Regions from separate parts of the Arachis hypogaea genome. Here region 2 is linked to region 1. Evidence: chromatin contacts called from public Hi-C data. All regions are on one chromosome and are shown on one strand. Each heading gives the region's core, a stretch centred on a gene start, on an enhancer-like site or on the middle of the called end of the contact. The rest is flanking DNA. Distances are from core to core; before and after follow the strand shown.

Region 1 (4,453 bases), core at 1,189-3,688:
CAAAATTATTCCTTAATGTTTTAAATTTTGTCCTTAATATTTTAAATAAAATTAATGTCAAAATATAATTTTGACACAAATAAAAATATCAAAAATAAAATTAAATGTTAAAAATATTTTTTAAAAAATTACAAAAATTAAAAAATATATACTTTACCTTTATTAAAAATAAATAACTTTTGAATATATTAACTAAAAAATGATCGTAGAGTGAATTTAATTAAATGACTATGTAACTCTTGTTATAAAAAAAACTAATATTAACTCATGAATGCCTTCCTAGCCTTTCATTTTCTTACTAGTTTCCTTCTATTTATTTAATTTAATTTCTGGTATCGTTGAGTGAATATTTCATTAGTTTGGGCCCAGTGAGTAGCAATAAACAACTAGTTTTTTTAAAACGAACATTGATAGTGGGCTATTACTGGGCCAAAGTATACACTGTTTTTGGGTCAAGAAATCCACTTGAAGACCAAAAATATCCACTTTGTCTGAACAATGTTTTACAAGCGAGTGCAAAACGGGGGTTAGCCTTGCTCTGTTTGCCCTAATTTTCTAGTTCTCGTTTCTCTAAACAAATACTGGGAATCTGCGATCTTACAAAAAGGGAAAAATAAATAAATAAATAAAAAATAAAGAGCATAGGAATGGTGTAGGATTAGCATGATGAAGTAAGTAATGTGGTTAAGCATCATTCATCATTGCTTTCTGAAATGATACAGCAAATAGTTAGTATGAGGGGAATGTAGGTTGTTTAAGCAGAGAAGCAAGTGAAAACAAGATGATGATTGTCTGCGCCAATAGAATTAGAATTAGAGAGGAAGAAAGCGTTGCTGACGTTGTTGTTGTTGTTATCGTTGGAAGAAGCTTCCTTGATGTTCCTATTATGTGAATTGGAGACTCCTTTCGCCGCCTTCTTCTCCATTCTTCGCTTTGCCACGTACTCTTCTGAAATAAATACATCCATTCCTTTTAAATGTTTTTGTTTGTTGTGGAAATGAAGAAGATGGATTTGGAATGGTAAATGTAAAAATGTAGCGGTGGTGGTGGAACCGTGGAAGAGAAGAGCAAGAGCTAAATACGAGGTTGGTTGTTAAGTGATGAGAAGAAAAGAATGAGGTGGAGATACCATGGGCCTTGGTACCATGTTTTTATTTAAACTGCTTACTCTCAAGTCAAGTCTCGGGTACATAGTACCTACCTGCCTAGGAAGGGGGAGATATTTTTTTTGTTGACCAATGCAAAAAGAAACCTTTTCTTTATTTCTGCTTCATGTTTTATTTCTGTACTGACAACAATTTCGTCAGCCCTTGTCTTTCGAGAGCCTGCTTCTCACGCGGAAATGCGTGCAATACACAGGGTTTAGGCTTTGGCTAAAGAGAAAATTCCATTTGCAGCACCTAGGTTCTTACATTTATATAATCTCGTCAAATTAATAAAAATATTTTAAGCAAGGAATACTTAATGCTTTCATTTGTTAAATGACTTAAATCCAATGGGCTCAAAACATTACCATCATTTAATTTTGGTCATAACCTAAACCTTTTATACATCTACAGAAATGCAGTGGCAACCCAGAAAAATGAAAATTGGTCGATTAGAGGATATTTTCTACAATGTTACGGGGACAGCACATCCAACATTTTCTGCACACTGATCTCGTTGCAAGCTTTTTTTTTGTTCCAATTATTATTATAACCCATTTGATTATGTAACAATTATATCCAATAAGTGTGAATAATTCAATTATTAGTTGTCATCGGGTTCATATTTTTTAATTTTGAAATTCATCTACCAAAATTGCCACTTTTTGTCCATCTTTTACAACGTTACCAGTTGACAGACATGTCTTCAAACCAACCACTTATCATCTTTGTACGTTACTGTCATACCTTTTATAAGTGTAGAAGGTTTTGGTTCTTCTACATCAGTTTAATTTTTGTTACAACTATCTCATACTAGCATAGGAAGAGAAGGCTATAACTTAAGCACCAGAAAAATTCTCTTCACGGTGGATTAAATGAGCAACAATATTTTCTACTTTCCTACCTCTATGGCGATACTACATATTAAAGATGGTATGAAATATGAATTTAATCTCTCAGACTACTTATTATGCGTCAAAACTCAACATCATTGTGACATTCGTGTGATTAAATTGTAAGCATCATCTGCATTTGGAAACAACAAATTACAATGTGGCCACGTTGGTATAACGAATTAACAAAAGGCTAAATCATGACTCTTGTTGTCAATTCAATCAGTGAATCGAGGGCTCTTTCAAAGAGGCAAGATAGAACATCATCTAATTAATTACTGATTAAGGACAAATTAAAAATAATAAAAAGGTATCGCAACGTAACATTATTCGGTTACGCTTTGGTTCAAGAGCTGTTGCGTTGAGCAAAGAGGCATATATTATATATATATACTTGAGAAAATGTTATTGGGAGTGGAAGCGCCTCTTAAAGAAGAGTGGGAGTTAGGAGTTATTGTTAGAATCCAAAAGAATTAAAGGTGAAGCTTCACATATAGTGGTTTTCATCGGACTCTGCTAATATAGCTTAGGATGTTCATGGGAGAGACCTCTGACAATAACTCAAACTCATCGGACTCCGAGGATGTTCCTCACTACTCTTATACCGAAAACAATAAACTCCTCAAATATCAAGGTTCACACTCTCCTCTTGCATTATTGTTGGTGCTTGTGATTGCCACTTTTCTGCATATAAATAAATAATAATGTTACCTTAATTGCTGTGTCAAACGTTTTCGTATAGAGGCGGCAACTTCTTCTGCCAGAAAGGATACAGGGGATTTAGATGGTCCGCTTGCAAGACTTGAAGCAGAGAAGAAACGGGCTTTGATTAAAGCATGGGAAGAAAGTGAGAAGACTAAAATAGACAACAGGTATAATCATAAAGTTCCATCTGAGAAAGACTCTTATGAATATGTCAAAATATCACGTAAAATTATTCTGTAGTATATGTTGGTATATGAATTCGGTTAATATTAACAGGGCTTATAAGATGCAATTTGCTGTTGGATTATGGGAGGATAGCAAGAAAGCGTCGGTTGAGGCAAAGCTTAAGAAAAATGCTGTAATATATACCTGCTTTATTTGCTCCATTAATTATTCCATGTTAATTACATCCCTTCGTTTGATAAAAATGTGATCTAAATGCATGGCTTTAATTTGTTATAACAGGAAAAAATGGAGAGAAAGAAGGCTGAGTATTTCGAAAAGATGCAAAATAAAATTGCCGAAATTCATCGGATGGCAGAGGAAAAAAGAGCAGGAATTGAAGCTCAAAGAGGGAAAGGATTGCTCAAGATAGAGGACACTGCTGAGAATTTTCGCACACGTGGCTATTCCCCAAAGAAAATCCTTTCATGCTTTAGTGCTTAAGCTTTTTTAATTTGTTTTTTAAAGAAAGGATCAGACTCTCACAGTCATCGCCTTCTGTGATTGTTTTCCGGTATAATGGTATGTGCTGTTGACATAATCGTTACTAGGCTTGAAAACAAAAACCCAAAACATAAAGATAAAGATAAATTAATTTTTTATATTATATTTGGTATAAAATAGGATGAATTCAGATATATTTTAGTATTATATTTAATTTAAAATAAATATAAAAATTAATAGATAAATTTAAAATGTAAAAAGTTAAATGTATATATTTTTTTTAAAAAAATTATTATTAAAATTTTATTCTTTATTTTTAAAATTTTAGTCTTTTATATATGTGTTTTTTGAAAATAACTAAAAAAAATTAAAATTTTAGTTTTAGTGTCCGATACTATCTTATAGTTATTCTTATTATTCATTTAAACCCTGCTTCTTATTTTAGTGTTGCTTTAGTGCTTCTCATTTTCGGTTAGGGAAGGCATTGCCATTTACAATGGTTGCTGATCTTTTCCTTTATTTCATCGCGTAATATGCCTACTACCCTCCTAATTCATAATCCCAACTGAAGATTCATCTAAAGAAAGTTTTAAATAATTTTTTACAGCATATATGATATGGAGTATACTCTCATGGATATTCATATCATATATAATATTCATGTCTTGTCCCAAAAAGCATAGCCAGATTTAGAAAGAATAAAAATTTATTCAATAAAGGTAGTTTCATCTATGAAGTTGAACGCGACAACATTAGTTTAATCTTTTTTATTTGAATAAGTAACTAACTCTGAAGATATTTTTTATTTATCTAGAGGGGAGATCTAAACAACTTCCTTAAAAAAAGAGAATGACTATCCACCATTTAATGTGGAATTACTCTAAAAGGTGGCTATCTTTTCTACTATAAATACACTGACACACTCAGGTATATTTAGAATCCAATCTACAAAAAACCTGCTTTAAACCTTTGTTAACTTAAGCATCGGAGTCCCTTACAGGTACCACCCACCACCTCCTCACGAAGAACTCGGATGGCGGTACT
Region 2 (4,453 bases), core at 664-3,163, 240 kb before region 1:
ATAGTCAGACTATTATGTACACATTATATTTAAGACAATCATCATTCAGAAAAGGCAGAACCTGAAAATATATACTTGACAAAGTTCCAAACACACGTAGTGGCAGAAAAGCTTATATCTTATGCTATGTGAATTTTTTTTTCAATAAGCAGAAACACTAATAACCTTAAAGCATGCATTTGACAAAAATATAAGCCTTTCTTTTAGACAGTAAGGCCTCTGCTAAATTTGCACCAATCTCAACCTCAATGATCATTAAGAGAGAAATAGGAAAATGTTTAGACCTCTGCAAGAGTAGTGCAGTTTGTAGAGGATGCCCAGTTCTTGGTCTATTCAACTTCAACCACTGTCCTACTTGCAGCTGCAGAGAAAAAGAATACAACTAAAAAACAAAAAGAAGAAACCATCAAGCCACCAACTCAATCCACATGCTAATATATGATTCCAGATCCCTAACAAAGAAACCACCAAGGCACCAACTCAATAAGAGAAGAATACCAAAAACTTAAGAACACGAACGTTAATTCTGATAAAACAAAAAAGGAAAAAAACATTGTCTATATAATCAAATCTGCATATATATACCAAACTATCTGCTTGAGATAGGGTTATGATTCCTTATTTGTTCTTGAGCTGATCATGGAACAAAATACACATTTTTATTGAAAAGTTTTAGCCATTTATTACTAGATTCTTCTACAAGAAATGAGTTTCATGCTCTCTGCAATTCAGAATAAAATTGTTCAGTCAATTTGTTTTTCCCATGTTCTTTCAATTCAATCATCATTGCAAAATAATATTTCCTAAATCCGCCCCTCCCCCCTCCCCCCAACCCTACTTCCTCAAATCTGTGTTTATATGTAGTAAATGATAGATTAGCATGCATAGATTAAGCAACAAGTCTTAAAAAATACCAAATTTTCATCCTCATCTTTTCTAGTTTCTGATCAATCACTTTAATACTATAGCAGAAATGGTGCACATAAGGTATACATATAAAATGGGGTATATACCATTACTCCACATTTTAGCAAACATAATAATTGCTTTAAAACATTGTTAATGTGGAGGCAACGATCAGCACATGTAATTGATAACAGGCCAGGATCATTACTTGTACTAAGTAGCTAGTGAAATTTTAGCACATAACATAAACATGAGTTGTAGCTGAGAAAAGTTGCAGAGAGAACAGATATCGTTCACATGGAAATTGGAAAGGAATGAACAAGAAAGGAAACCATGGAAAGGAATAAAGGCAGAACGAAGCAGAGAGTAGCAGAGAGAAGGAAATCTCGTTACCTTGGAACTCAGAAGTTTGAACGAAGCAGAGAGTTACTGCTGTGCGCGATGGCCGACGGCGGTCACCAGGTCGGCGGAGGCGAAGCTGATGTGGCTTAACCGACTGAGGAGGAGACAGGGAAGAATCGAAGAAAGCTACAGGTTCAACATAATTGCAGCAGCGATGGGTTAGAGACGACGGCAGCAGCGTGGGAGAGGACAGAGGAGTGATGTGTTAGGGTTTAGCCAATTAGCCGTTTAGGAGTGTTTGTTGTTTGGGCTTTGAGAGTATCCCATTTAAATTAGAAATCTTAAATATATTGTGTACATAACAGTCTGACGGTTAAATTTGTTATAGCTACTCCAGTGCAAAATGCTCGTGCTCTGGCTCGAATGGCCTCTCCTTCTATATTCCCAAACGGCAACAACAACAGTCATGAAAAGCCTACACGGCTACACCTGCTAGTAAGAGCTTTTTTTTTTTTTAATAAAGAAATATAAATTGTGATCAAGAATGTAAATCTATGTTTTGAAGTGTCTTATATTTGTAAGTGAGCTGATGTTTTGTATTGTGCATCCCTATTTTTAACCCACTTCTTAAGTAAGTCCTCGTTAAAGGAGAAAGCCGAAGAATATGAATCCTCTGAATGCCCTTAGGCATTGGCTTATACTAAATAATATAATTAGAAAAATTTACTCACAAAAAAAAAGGTAAAACTCTCAACAAGAATCCCAAACCGTACAACAAAATGCTCAATGTATACAAATATACGAAAAATACAATTGTAGCCTGACAAACTTCTTACATTAATCAATTTCTGGAATTTCACCTACCACTGCTATACAATGATGACACCTTGTCATGCATTAATCCTCACCCATTCCCTTTCTTAGCAACCATTTACATGTAAGAAAGAAAAAGAAAAAATTGACAATTTAAGTAGTCAGAAAAAAGAACAAGTGTTAGTAGTAGTTATAGATGCTGGTTGAATGTATATGTGACAATCTTTGTGTTATACTTGGTCATTAGCATTGACACAATCTCAAATGAATCTAAGATGAAAGGGCAAGTTCAGCCCAAGCCAAAGATGATCCCTTGAGATCCACGCTAATTGAAGTGTCAATTCTGCCCTCCAGAATGCTACATAATTCCCGCATTGACGGACGGCCGTTGGGGTCACCATTGATGCATTGAGATACCACCTCACATATTACTTTCAAGTCGTCTTCTCTGTAATGTTTTAACTCTGGATCCACCACACTTGACATCATTTCCGGTATCTCAAGATATTCCCTAGCCTGATAATGATAATTAAAAGCAAATAAAATGAAAAGTTTAGTTTCCTTACAATCTGTTGATACAAATTCAAGAAGTTGAATTGAGCGGTTACTTGAATTTTAAGTAAGCAGATAAAATTAGAGTTTCTTACCCAGTCCACCAAGTACCCTTTGTCCTTGCAATACGGAGGTCGTCCGCTGATTATTTCCAGTAGAAGTACTGCAACGCCGTATATGTTTCCTTTGGTGTCAAGACGACGTGCCTCCACGGAATTTGAAAGAAGGCACATGGAGCCCTGGCTGCCAATGGAACCAGAATTCTTCTCTGATCTTTCAAGAATTGTCTTCCAACTTTCAAAATCGACCAGCTGCGATTTAAGGTTTCAATAAAATGAGAAGGCATGGCAAGTGTAGTGTGTTAAATATAGGATACTCAATTACACTGTCTCAATTGGTGGGTCTGAACATTTAAACCAGTTTCAATGCATGCATACCTTTGGTGAAAAGTCTTCTGTAAGATATACAGCATTGGAATTCAACTCTGAGATAGTGAATGGTGGTTCAATTTCTGTGTGCAAATACTTGAGTCCACGAGCAATGCCTATAATAACTTTCATACGCCGTGTCCAAGACAATTGGCACCCTTCTTCATCTGCAGTCAAAATTCCTTTTTAAGAAACCAAAACGAATGGGAGAGAAAAAAATCATGTAAGGAGGAAAGAAACTTGACTTACAGCAATGTAGGTGCTCATAGAGTGTCCCATTTGAAGCATAATCAAAAACCAGCATCCTGGTAAAAGGATTGCTCTCTCTACAATAACCTAGCAGTTTTCCTGTATTCTCATGATTCAACCTTGCCAAGTCTGCCACCTGAATGGAATCAATAACAGAAAAATTAAGAACTTGTCTTGATTATTTGTCTGTCAGTTCTTGCACATTTTAGGAACTGCAATGTTCCATTACCTCTCTCTGAAAATAGAGCTCAAGGTAACCCGTCCAATGCTCTTCCTTAATGCAGAGGGAAATTACAGCAATCTCGGGTCCACCTTTCATTGTACCCTTGTAGACCACACTATCTGGTGAAGAACCAATTATGTTGCTGAAGTCTTCGCAGGCCACTTCAAGATCTTGTCTGCTATACTTCGTCACATCTTTCAACACATCAGATTCTGCATATTGATATTGTTGAGTATGTTAAAAGCAATTCTAGAAATATTAGAAGGAAATACACACCGGAGGGTGTAGAAACTGAACCTATATATACTGTCATATGCTCTTTCTCGCTTGAAGATTTTTTCCAAGGAATGATGATAGATGATTTGCTGTTAAACCTCTGATACGCCGTGAAAATAGCAATCAAAAAGAGACAACCAACCATGACTCCCGTCGCTATCTCTAGAGCCAAAAGCCAGGAAGGTTTTGATGCTCTTTGATGCTTCGACACATGTTCAGCAGCTCGATGCTTTAGGTTCATTACTGGATGGCTCTGGGCAGGTGAAGCACCAGCTATGAAATGATAGTTCATAAAAAACATTCAATGAGTAAGGCCAAGAATATATCTAGTAAATAGATAGATAATACGTATGTTGGATTTACAAAGTTCATTCAAATGTTACTTATTATATTCATTCATTCCACTCTTGGAAACAGGTTGGATTTTGAAAAGGAAAATAAAGGGAAGCCAGAAGCCAGTGAAACTTTGAAAGACCCTTTACAATGAATTCAAGCCAGAGCTCATTTCGTCTCCTATGTATTTTTTAATTTTCATGAGATGTTCTAATTCATGCTTTCAACTTTAAGAGTACAAAAAAAATAGTGTCATGCATACCACATTGTACAGAAGTCCGCTGCTTTATGTCTTTAATCTGAAGGCAATTCCCTTGAAAGCTTGATCTGT

What was found. A called contact is a pair of places that touch in the nucleus more often than the background predicts.
Region 2: a Hi-C map of leaf shows a contact between it and region 1, with 4 times the contacts expected there. The contact joins the promoter of LOC112790923 here to the promoter of LOC112790927 in region 1. A contact is called at or near these places in 2 of 8 Hi-C or Micro-C datasets (both in leaf).

The regions. Positions count from the first base shown.
Region 1 is chr3:112,551,918-112,556,370 of arahy.Tifrunner.gnm2.J5K5, forward strand. LOC112790927 (remorin) reads left to right here and starts at 2,439. Exons shown (of 4, transcript XM_025833555.2): 1 at 2,439-2,672; 2 at 2,781-2,910; 3 at 3,020-3,101; 4 at 3,209-3,572. The coding sequence starts at 2,570. The coding sequence ends at 3,409.
Region 2 is chr3:112,316,884-112,321,336 of arahy.Tifrunner.gnm2.J5K5, forward strand. It overlaps LOC112790923 (protein BCCIP homolog), which reads right to left and starts at 1,914. Exons shown (of 10, transcript XM_025833548.2): 1 at 1,300-1,914; 2 at 285-382. It overlaps LOC112790922 (probable LRR receptor-like serine/threonine-protein kinase At1g63430), which reads right to left. Exons shown (of 13, transcript XM_025833546.3): 7 at 4,385-4,449; 8 at 3,811-4,062; 9 at 3,520-3,725; 10 at 3,291-3,426; 11 at 3,051-3,208; 12 at 2,709-2,924; 13 at 2,019-2,577. The coding sequence ends at 2,332.